Linked DNA regions of Mus musculus: all the other regions are linked to region 3. A link is a contact called in public promoter capture Hi-C data. All regions are on one chromosome and are shown on one strand. Each heading gives the region's core, a stretch centred on a gene start, on an enhancer-like site or on the middle of the called end of the contact. The rest is flanking DNA. Distances are from core to core; before and after follow the strand shown. Region 1 holds the start of Ankrd17 (ankyrin repeat domain 17). Region 2 holds the start of Cox18 (cytochrome c oxidase assembly protein 18). Region 3 holds the start of Uba6 (ubiquitin-like modifier activating enzyme 6).

Evidence for each region. Promoter capture Hi-C pulls out the DNA fragments that hold promoters and counts their contacts.
Region 1: a contact with region 3 is called in a promoter capture Hi-C map of pre-B cells. The contact joins the promoter of Ankrd17 here to the promoter of Uba6 in region 3. A contact is called at or near these places in 2 of 39 promoter capture datasets (cranial neural crest and pre-B cells) and 1 of 484 Hi-C or Micro-C datasets (B cells).
Region 2: a promoter capture Hi-C map of pre-B cells shows a contact between it and region 3. The contact joins the promoter of Cox18 here to the promoter of Uba6 in region 3. A contact is called at or near these places in 2 of 39 promoter capture datasets (cranial neural crest and pre-B cells) and 1 of 484 Hi-C or Micro-C datasets (B cells).

What each region holds. Positions count from the first base shown.
Region 1 is chr5:90,364,626-90,367,685 of GRCm38.p6, reverse strand. Ankrd17 (ankyrin repeat domain 17) reads left to right here and starts at 1,501. Exons shown (of 34, transcript NM_030886.2): 1 at 1,501-2,019. The coding sequence starts at 1,639. It overlaps Gm9958 (predicted gene 9958), which reads right to left and starts at 689. Exons shown (of 1, transcript NR_045618.1): 1 at 1-689.
Region 2 is chr5:90,222,454-90,225,933 of GRCm38.p6, reverse strand. It overlaps Cox18 (cytochrome c oxidase assembly protein 18), which reads left to right and starts at 1,938. Exons shown (of 6, transcript NM_001033310.3): 1 at 1,938-2,318. The coding sequence starts at 1,995.
Region 3 is chr5:86,171,161-86,174,669 of GRCm38.p6, reverse strand. It overlaps Uba6 (ubiquitin-like modifier activating enzyme 6), which reads left to right and starts at 1,927. Exons shown (of 33, transcript NM_172712.2): 1 at 1,927-2,002. The coding sequence starts at 1,932.

The DNA.
Region 1 (3,060 bases), core at 252-2,751, 4.2 Mb before region 3:
GTTTTGCCTCAATGAATTGATTTAGTCATCACCAATTCGTCTGTGGTACTCCGTAGTGTACTGGCAACTGCCCACATTTCATATGGTATGCCAGTACTAAAAAGAAAATGCAAAAAAAAAAAAAAATTAAAAAATAAATAAAATAAATCAGGCACTCAGCTAAACTTAGAAGTCTTAAAATGGTAACTTTGTCAGTTGAGGGACTTTTTTATCTTGTGCCAGTACATCTGTCTTTGATGTTTGCTTTATTTTCCTTATGTCACTACTCGTACTAGCCCAGAAATGGCTAATTCTGAGTTCAATAAGCTACATAAACATGACACGGTGGTGTACAGACCCATATAATCTCAGGAAGATCGCCAGTTCAAGGCTAGCCTGGGCTACACTGGAGACGTCTGTTTGAAGAAGAAAGCTACATTTCAATCGGTCTGCAAGTTTTCTAAGTACTCAAAATGATCTCAGAATCCAGACCGAGAAATGCATACGATGATGGCCCAGCTCCCACACCCACCTCTTCGGAAGTGTATAGTCTTAAAAATCACTAGATTCCGTTCCTGCACATTACAAAGGTGTACAAAATAGTCAGATTTAGGAAGCCTAGGACCCGAGACTCAAACTCGGACAAGAGTTTTCTAAGTGAGGACGTGATCGCTCCAAGGGATGGTGGAGGGGAAACAGTTTTCTTTTGGACCTGACTTCAGTCTCTCTCCTCTCACGAAGTTCTCTCGGAAGATCCAATGCTCTCTGGCTTAGGCGGTGGAGAAAATGGCCAGGCAGGAAAAGTCCATCCAGGAGGTCCGGGGCGAGGCCCCACCTCCCGGATCTGAGGGGCCAGGCCTCGCGCTCGCCCAGCTTCCCCCGCGCTTCTGCGCTCGCCCCCGACTTAGCCCGGGCCCCACTGCTCGCCATCCCACTGCCTCTGCTTCCCTGCGCCCACGCACGCACGCTCGATCGCTCGCTCGCTCGCGGGGGAGCCCACTCCCCGGCCCTGGAGTCTGCACTTGGGAGAGGCAGGCAGGGCTCCGCGCTCGCGCGGCCGCCGCGGCGCCGGCTGATGGCGTCACCCGCGCTTCCGCCTGCGGCTGCGTTCTAATACGAAGCCAGGAAGGAAGGAGGGAGGGCTGCAGGGCTGTGTGTGTGGGGGAAGTAGCGCGGAGAAGACAAGCCACCCAGGCGCTCGTTCGCCCGCCCGCTTGCTCGCTCGCTCGTTCATTCGCTCGCCCGCCCGCCCGCCCGCGGTCCCTGCTTGCGGTCCCCGCTCAGACTCGGTCTCCCCAGAGGAAGCCACTCCAGGCGCACTCCCCCGGCGGCTCCTTCCGGACGCCTGCTCGGCTTTCCCGGGCACGGCGTTCGCGCTCCGCCTCGCCCCCCCTCAGCCCTCCCGCTCTCTCTCCCTCCCTCCCTTCCCTCCCTCCCTCTCTCCCTCCCTCCGCCAAGCTCCCCGCCCTTAGTATCGCGAGACGAGGTGAGAGCTGGCGGAGCGGCGGCGGCGGCGGCGGCAGTAGAGGTGACCGAGGCGGTGGCGGCGGCGGCGGCCCGGAGCGCTGTGTCGGCCCCGGCGCGACCGAAGTCGCGGTAGAGCGGAGCCCCCCCACGCCCCTCCCCCGTCCGCGTCCCCCACCCCCTCTTCCCGCGGGGATGGAGAAGGCGACGGTTCCGGCGGCGGCTGAGGGAGAAGGGAGTCCCCCGGCGGCGGCGGCAGTGGCGGCCCCCCCCGCGGCGGCGGCGGCGGAGGTCGGCGGCGGGGCTCGCCCGGCCTCTTCTCCTCGTGGGATGGTGCGAGTCTGCGACCTGCTCCTGAAGAAGAAGCCACCGCAGCAACAGCAGCAGCAGCAGCCGCCGCACCACAAGGCCAAGCGGAACCGGACTTGCCGACCCCCGAGCAGCAGCGAAAGCAGCAGCGACAGCGACAACAGCGGCGGCGGTGGCGGTGGAGGAGGAGGAGGAGGCGGCGGCACCAGCAGCAACAACAGCGAGGAAGAGGAGGACGACGACGACGAGGAAGAGGAGGTTTCTGAGGCAAGGGCCTGGTTTCACCTCGAGGAGGGCGGAAGGGACCGTGGAGGGCCTAAGGTGGGAGGGGACTCGCGGTGGGACCGAGCCCTCGGGGCTTACGATCTGCCCTGAGGGACCGGGCTTTCGGCTGCCCCCTTTCTTTGCTCGGCCTGAGTCGTGAGGTGTGGGGACGTGGGGGAGGGTAGCTGACACGTGGGGGTGGGAGGACCGGAGAGTGCACGGAGTTGCCGAGAAGCTGGCTAGCCGAGGATGCTGCTTCGCAGGGTGAAGGGTGGAGGGATTGATTGGTCGGATTCCCGGGTGGCACTTTGGGGCCGAAGGGTGGTCTCTCTGGGGCCAGTAAGGCCACCTCATTCCCGGGGCGGGGGCGGAGCTAAAGCGGGAGGGGTAAGATAATAGGTAGGAGAGTCTCCGGGGGACCGACTGCGAGCTTGGTAGTTTTCTGTCAGTGGAAGGTGGCCGGGAGCAGTTGTGGAGGGGCGGTAAGATTGTAATGGACTCGGAGCTAAGTATTTGTATCTGGGAGAGACACGTGAGAGGCTGTACTTTTCCATACTGTTTTGCTGCAGGGCTTTTTCTTTTCTCTTTCTCTCTCTCTCTCTCTCTCTCTCTCTCTAAACTCGTGGCTGCTGAAGTACTCTTCGCTTCCTCGATTTGTGAAAGATTTATGGATGAGCCGATCTTCTATCCCTCCATATGCGTTTACAAGTGACTTAGTACGTAAAAATTGTTAGGTGCTCTGCGTGTATGTGTAATAATCCATCGGGTTCTCCCTTAATAAGAAATAATCAAACCATACCCCGCTTTTATTTAATTAACTTTATTTATTTATCTATTGTAAAGTAAGCAGGGATGAAGTGTCTGTTTTGCACCCGGGCATGGTTGTGATTGGGATAGGGAGGCCTTATGTTCTAGTGATCTGGTTTCATAACTCCTTATAGTTTTTCCTGGGTCTACAGACAGGCGGCGTTGTAGGACCTTATTCCTTTTAACCCAAAAGCTTAATGAACCATACTGATAGCAAACTATGACCTACCAGTTGTT
Region 2 (3,480 bases), core at 689-3,188, 4.1 Mb before region 3:
AGTCAAAAGTTAAGAAGAAAAATGAGTTGTATGACACAAGTAAAATTGAAAAAATTGATGGCAAGTACTGAGAAGTGTGTGTGTATTTATACACATTTATATACAGAAACATTTATATATTTTATATATATTTCAGGGAGCTATTGCAAGCGGTGGCCCCTTAATTTTTAGGTGTTCAGAGAAGGATCTTGGGAGAGACCCAGACTTGAATTCTTAACCTCCCTTTGCCTCCCTCAGGCACTAGTGCATGAGGTTTTCTCAAAAGTACACTTCAGCCTGAATTACAGTGAGTCCTTGAATAGCCTGTGCTACAGAGAGAACATATTGTATATCTCAAGGGCCTATGGGGGAGGCATAAAGCTATGCCTGATAACCTCAATCCAATCCTTAGAATTCTCAAGTGGTCTCTGATACCACATGAGTTTCCTCCTCAGGGTTAGTGTTAGATTTACAGACACGTCATATGCACATTATTAAGAAGACAAAAAGTTAAATATGCTCATATATGCAACATCACAAAATAAGTATTAAGAAGTTTAGTTCACATAACAATATATGGGTTTAGTTTTTAAATTTATTTCCATTACTTTGACATGAATGCAGGTGTGCAGTTTTATCAGAAGAGGTTGTCAGTTACCTGTAGCTGTAGAAAAAAATTGTTAAAGATTTTAATAACTGCTTGAAATTTTTGGTTTAGGGTTTGTGAACAATAGATCTACAAATAACAGGCTTATTTATTACACATAATAAATTTACCTACTTTCCCAGTGTTGAGAATTAATTCTAGGTTCTCATGTATGGTAAGTTGGGACTTGGGGGAGTTGTTTTTAAGTAACTTCTCTGGCTTAAGGCCATCTTGGAAGGGCCTACTGGATATTAACAGTTTTATGGAAATACGGTGGTTTCTTAAACTAGCAAGAGATAAGTGAGCTGTTTTTAAAAGGGATTATGCTATGGGAACTAAAGGCAGGTTACCCAAGTTTCAGAAAATACGCTATCTGACAGCTTTGGTAGGTGTTCAATAAAGTAGAGGACAGTGTCCACAGTTTGGCTTTACCAAACATGGGAGAGGTTTCTAAAAACTCAATTCACTTTGGCCTACCCTAGGAGTGGGCACTTCGTTGTTCCATTTATTTTCTGTTGACAGGAACACGAATGTGAAAAACACACAGTTGTTAAAAGCCCTGTGCATTCCATTTAACCGTTGAAGCAAAATTGTGCTGTTGATGGAATTCATTTTGTAAAATGAAAAATAGTATTTTTCCCTGCTCCTTATTATGATGGTGATTCTTCTTCTTATTTATTTATTTCGTTTTTTTCTTTTCTTTTTTTTTTTTTGGTTTTTCGAGACAGGGTTTCTCTTTATAGCCCTGGCTGTCCTGGAACTCACTCAGTAGACCAGGCTGGCCTCGAACTCAGAAATTCGCCTGCCTCTGCCTCCCAAGTGCTGGGATTAAAGGCGTGCGCCACCACTCGGCATTTCTGCATTCTGTTTATAAAGGAATACAGAATGCTAACCGGAACAGATAAAGACATTTAGGTCTTATTATAAAGTAGAGCTGCCTAGGGGGATAAAGGACGCAGACTTAACACTGACCGAGCCAGAAACACTATTCCCAAAGTAGGTGTTTCAGCAGTGCGTAGAGAAAACGGAGATAGATGCTGCGCGCCTTGGGCGGAAACAGCCGAGTCACAAAAAGTACTCAAGCCACAATTTCCTTGAGTGGAAACTGAAACTCAACAGCAAGGCAGTTTGCTCGCCCCGCCTACCCCTGCAGTTCCGGTTCCCGCTCTGAACTCCACCCCAGCAAGGAAAGGAGTTAAGAGAGCCTCAAGCGGCTCATTGCCGCGTGGGAAAGGCGGAGTCTTACGTCATCTCTAGCGCGACACTGGACAGGGCTTTCGGCTGGGAAGGTCAGGCGTGGCCTCGGGTTCGCGCATGCGCGCAACCTCCTGGTGCTAGTGCTCTAGTTGGCCGCCCGCTCCGTGTAACCATGCTGTGCCGGTCGTGTGCCGGGTGGCTCAGGTCGCTGCCCACCCTGCGGCTCCCGGCACCGGGATCACCGCCCGCCTGGAGCAGCGCGCGGCTCCCAGCCCTTCCGGTATGGGCAGCCGCTTCGGTGTCTGCGGCCTCTCCAGGTGGCTGGTATGAGGCCCTGGCAGCGTCGGCGCCGGTGCGCACCGCGGAGGAAGTGCTGCTGGGCGCGCAGGAGGCTACCGGCCTCCCCTGGTGGAGCAACATCATACTCAGCACCGTTGCCCTGCGCGGTGCTGTCACTCTGCCCCTGGCCGCCTATCAGCACTACATCCTGGCTAAGGTGAGGGGCGTCGGTCCCCGTGCTGCCTGCCTGCTAGTGTTAACATGGAGGCTAAAATAATTTAGTTAGCATTGCATGTTAAATGATGGTTGGTGACTCGAGTACCTTCCAGTTCACCCGACCTACCAAGTATTTATTCGAAATACAAGTGCCTCCCAAATGTTCGGTTGAGACCAATATTCAGAAGAAATGGCACGGAGGAACCTGAAACATTAGGGTCATAAACATTTTAAGAGTCTGCAGCATCATTTGTCACTATTGATACTGCTCTTTATTACTAGAAAGGTATCACTAAGTTAGCAGTTTCCAGACATGAATTCTTCCTCTGGGCCTACCACCTACTACCCTGTATCTGATGGATTGAAACTTCGAGTTGGCTTTTTAGGAACTCTGTTCAGTGGAATTGGTATAACGTTACCTCCCCCATGGCTGTGCCTGGGGGTGGGGGTGGGGTAAGTCAAGATTTTAATTTGAGTCACAGAGGATTGCCAGGAAGGGAGCAGCAGCATTGAGCCAGGAAGCATTCACAGTGAGGTGTTAACACTGGAATGCTGTTTTCTCTCTCCTGGGAAATGTAGGGATGGAACAGTAAGAACCAGGATGCAGTTTTCATTTACTCGAAATCCTATGGAGGAGGTGCTGTTAGATATGCTACATACTGGGAATCAGGATTTCAGGTTATGCACAGCCAGAAACAGAAAACATCAGGTACCCATAACCAAGAAGTTGCAGTTGGTTTAACTCAGTATGGTTGCCAAGATCACGCAGATAGATGTACAGGCAAGGAATTTAAATCTGGGGTCAAAGATACTTTAAGCAAACTAATATCTAATAGAGTTTTCTTAAATGTTTTCGATTACAAGTGTGATCAGTAAACAACATTTGTATATGGTCTAGGGAACAGAGACTAGAACTGTGAGTTTGGTTGTCCTGACCAAATGCTGAGTGGGGGAGGAAAGGGATTATGTGGTTTGTAGGTTATATAGTCTATTGTGGAGGCATTACAGAGCAGGGACAGCAGCAGAGTCCTTGGAGGAACACTGCTTACTGGCTTTTTATACAGCTCACGTTCACATGCCTGGGGCTGGTGGCACACAGTGTCCTGTGTTCTTCCATGTCAATTAGTGATTAAAAAATGCCCCATAGGCTAATCTGATGGGTG
Region 3 (3,509 bases), core at 678-3,177:
TACAAAATTTGGTAATATCAGCTCATCGTAAATGTTTCCTGTTATCCTGGAATGGATTCTGAGGGGAATGGTTAGCAGAAAAACCTGTGGTATCTTAGTAAAATGTATGGATTTAAGTATCACACAAATATCAATTTCTAAGTCATGAAAAATGCACCCAAATACAAAATGGGCAAGTTATTTGAAGAATTCAGATAAATTCTCTATTATCTTTCTAAATTTTCTGTAAATCTGAAATTATTCAGAAACAAATGTTTGCAAGTAGAATGATTACATGCAGCGTTAGGATGCAGCTCAGCACAGACAGAGACAAGAAGACAAGAGACAGCTAACACCAGGGTTGAGAACGAATAGGAGTGGACATGACAGGCATTGAGCCATACTAGTAGTATTAGTATTTTACTTTTTTTAAATCTTTTTTTTTTTTTTTTTTTTTTTTAACAGTCCAGTCCCCCTCCAGGTCTGCCCTCTGGCAGTTCCTCATCCCATTCCTCCTCCTCCTCCTCCTCCTTTTCCCTCTTCGAGAGGATGCCCCTCCCCCACCCTTCCCCACCAGACCTCCTCACTCCCTGGGGCCTCAAGTCTCTCACTCAGACCAGACCTGGCAGTCCTCTGCTGTACATGTGTCAAGGGCCTCAAGCTAGTGTATGCTGCCTGGTTGGGAGCCACATTTTTTTTTTTTTTTTCAATCAAGCCATACAACAGGGACAGATAGTTTTTAAGTTAGAAAAGTTTCCCTTAAATCCATGGTCTCCTTGGACTAAGGAAATAAAAATTTATTTTCCCTAATAGCAGTAACAGATACAGAAAAAGTCAAGACACAAAGCTAGTAAAAAATATAAAAACATGCTTTAACATACAGCAAAGTTCCTCTGCCCGGAGAAGCTACTGTGTTCTCACTGATAATGCTGTGACTCTTTCATACAACTTCTCGTGCTGTGGTGACCACCAACCCTAAAATCATTTTTGTGATTTCAAGACAATTTTGAAGTAAAACCTGTTATACTTTACAGAACGCTGCCCTATGTCTATAATCAAACACGGATTTTTAAAATTGGGCTAGTGTTTCGTCAAACACATCACCAGTTAGAAAGATTCTTAATAGCTGGGCGTGGTGGCACACACTTAATCCCAGCACTTGGGAGGAAGAGGCAGAGGCAGGCAGATTTCTGAGTTCGAGGCCAGCCTGGTCTACAGAGTGAGCTCCAGGACAGCCAGGGCTGCACAAAGAAACCCTGTCTCGAAAAAAAACAACAACAAAGATTCTTAATTGTACTGTGTGTACACAATTGTTTTCTAAAAATGGTAAAATGAGAATGAATGAAAAAAAAGAATTAGATGAGAAATCGGCAATCAGAGAACTGGTAATATGAGTTACTGGCTGTATGTCTTTGATCATATCATTTGAGTTCCTTGTTTTTCCTCCCTTAAAATGAAAGTGCCAAATTTTACAGCTCTTTTTAGTCACTTGACTACAGAGATCAGTAATAGATGTTCAAAACAATTTAAATGGAATCTTTAAGTGGAATCCCAGCCTGGAAATGTCCTCTTTTTGTTGTTGTTGTTCAGAAAAGCGATCTCCTCAAGGCACTGTAACAGTTCTGGATTTGCAAGGCAACAGCATCTGGTAGCTGTCGAGCCCCCTGGAGCGGTACGCTCTCACAGCCGGAAGTGACGCGTTTTGGTTCCGCGTTTGCCCTCAGCGCTCAGCAGCCTTCACGTAGGCACTCCCCTCACCTGCAAGGAAGCGCGCCCCGTTGCCCCGCCCCAACCGGAAGTCAGGTGTCCCAGGGGCTGACTGGAAACCCTGTCCTGGGCGTACTTTTCCCCAGCTCCTCCCCCTGGTGACGTCGCCGCCCGCCCCTTGACCCTCGCGGCCCCGCCCCCTCGCCTGCCTCCCCGCCTCGCTGCAGTCAGTCTGTCGGAAGGCGATGGAGCGGTCCGAGCCGTTGGCTGTGCTTTCCTGTGAAGAGGCGTCCTGCTCCTCCTGGGGAGCCTGCGGGTGAGAGGCCTGGCCCGGGGCAGGCTGGGCGGGAAGGAGCGGAGGAACGCCGACGCGGGCTCCGTTCTCGCGTTCCGGCGGCTCGGAGCGCGCGGAGGCCACGGGGCCGCGCGGAGCCACAGGGAGCTAGCGAGGTGGCGAACGAGCGAGCGAGCCGGCGGGCGGTGGGTGTGGCGGCGTGGGCGCTGCCCTCGCTGCTCCAGCTCCGCTCCTCTGAGGAGACCGGCTCTTCCCGGGTCGGGTCCAGCATCCTTCCCTCAGGTCACTACTTCTGAGCGGCCAGTCATTCAGGAGAGGGTTGTGGCCCCTGTTGCTTGGCACACTTCCTTCAGCGCCACGGAGCACTATCCTCCTCCAGCCGTGCTCCTTAGGAAAACTGTTCTTGAGAGCTCAAGTCAGGATGAATCCGTTGCAGTGTGGACACCCCGAGAATCCTCTCTGTTTACTACGGGGGTGTTGGAGCGCGGGGCGGGGCCCAAGGTTCCTAGGATTATTTCCCGCTGAGGATCTTGGAGTTTTTCTTTCTCAGCCTGCAAAAATTCCGGGGTTGGGGTCCTGGTATACTCTCTCCAGTGTTTGCGTTAGTTCTCTTTTGGTCATCTTACAGTTAAGAAAGCCCCGCTTGTATCCTACCCAGTATATGACTATTACATACCAAATATAGAAGTGATGGATTTCTTACGTTACTAGCTTTACATTGCACATTGAGACATATACTTCAAGGACTGGATGGAAGTATTGTCTGCCCTGGCCAATGCTGCCAAAATCGACTTAAGAAATATTATTGAATACAAATATCTGCCCCTTAGTTGCTCTTACAGATGATTTGTTATTGTTGTTGTTGTTGTTGTTGTTGTTATTATTATTATTATTATTATTATATTGATTCTGAGGCTGGCTCCAAGTTTGCCAAAGATGGCTTCCTCCCTCCTCGTCTGAATTTCTGAGATTACAAGTATGTGCAATCAGGCGTGACTGTTTTTGAACATATTCTCGAAACAATCATTGAGACAGAGCTTTTTAAGTGTTGGCCATAGCCATTAAGCGGCTGAGCATAACCCCGTTCTCATTTTTAGTCAGAACTTTAATCCACCTAAGTCATTGTGTGTAACATAGAATAGCAAGTGCAATAAAGTGTGTAAAATAGAAACAAAATGATAGGATACTACAGGTTTATATATAGTTTTAGTATATGTTGTGTGAATATGCTGACTTTATTATATGAGGTGCTTACAGTGCAGTTAGTGTCTGGTTGCTCTAAAAATCTCAACAGCAAGCACTGCACATAGCAACAGTTAGTGAAATTAACTTCAACACATTTTAAAACTCTAAGGAAGATGATACCTAAGAAAACATACATTTTGTATGGAAGGACCTTGTCTAAGGGTTTCTATTCTTTTTTGGTTTTTCGAGACAGGGTTTCTCTGAATAGCCCTGGCTGTCCTGGAGCTCACTTTGTAGACCAGGCTGGCCTCCAACTCAGAAATCCGCCTGCCTCTGCCTCCCG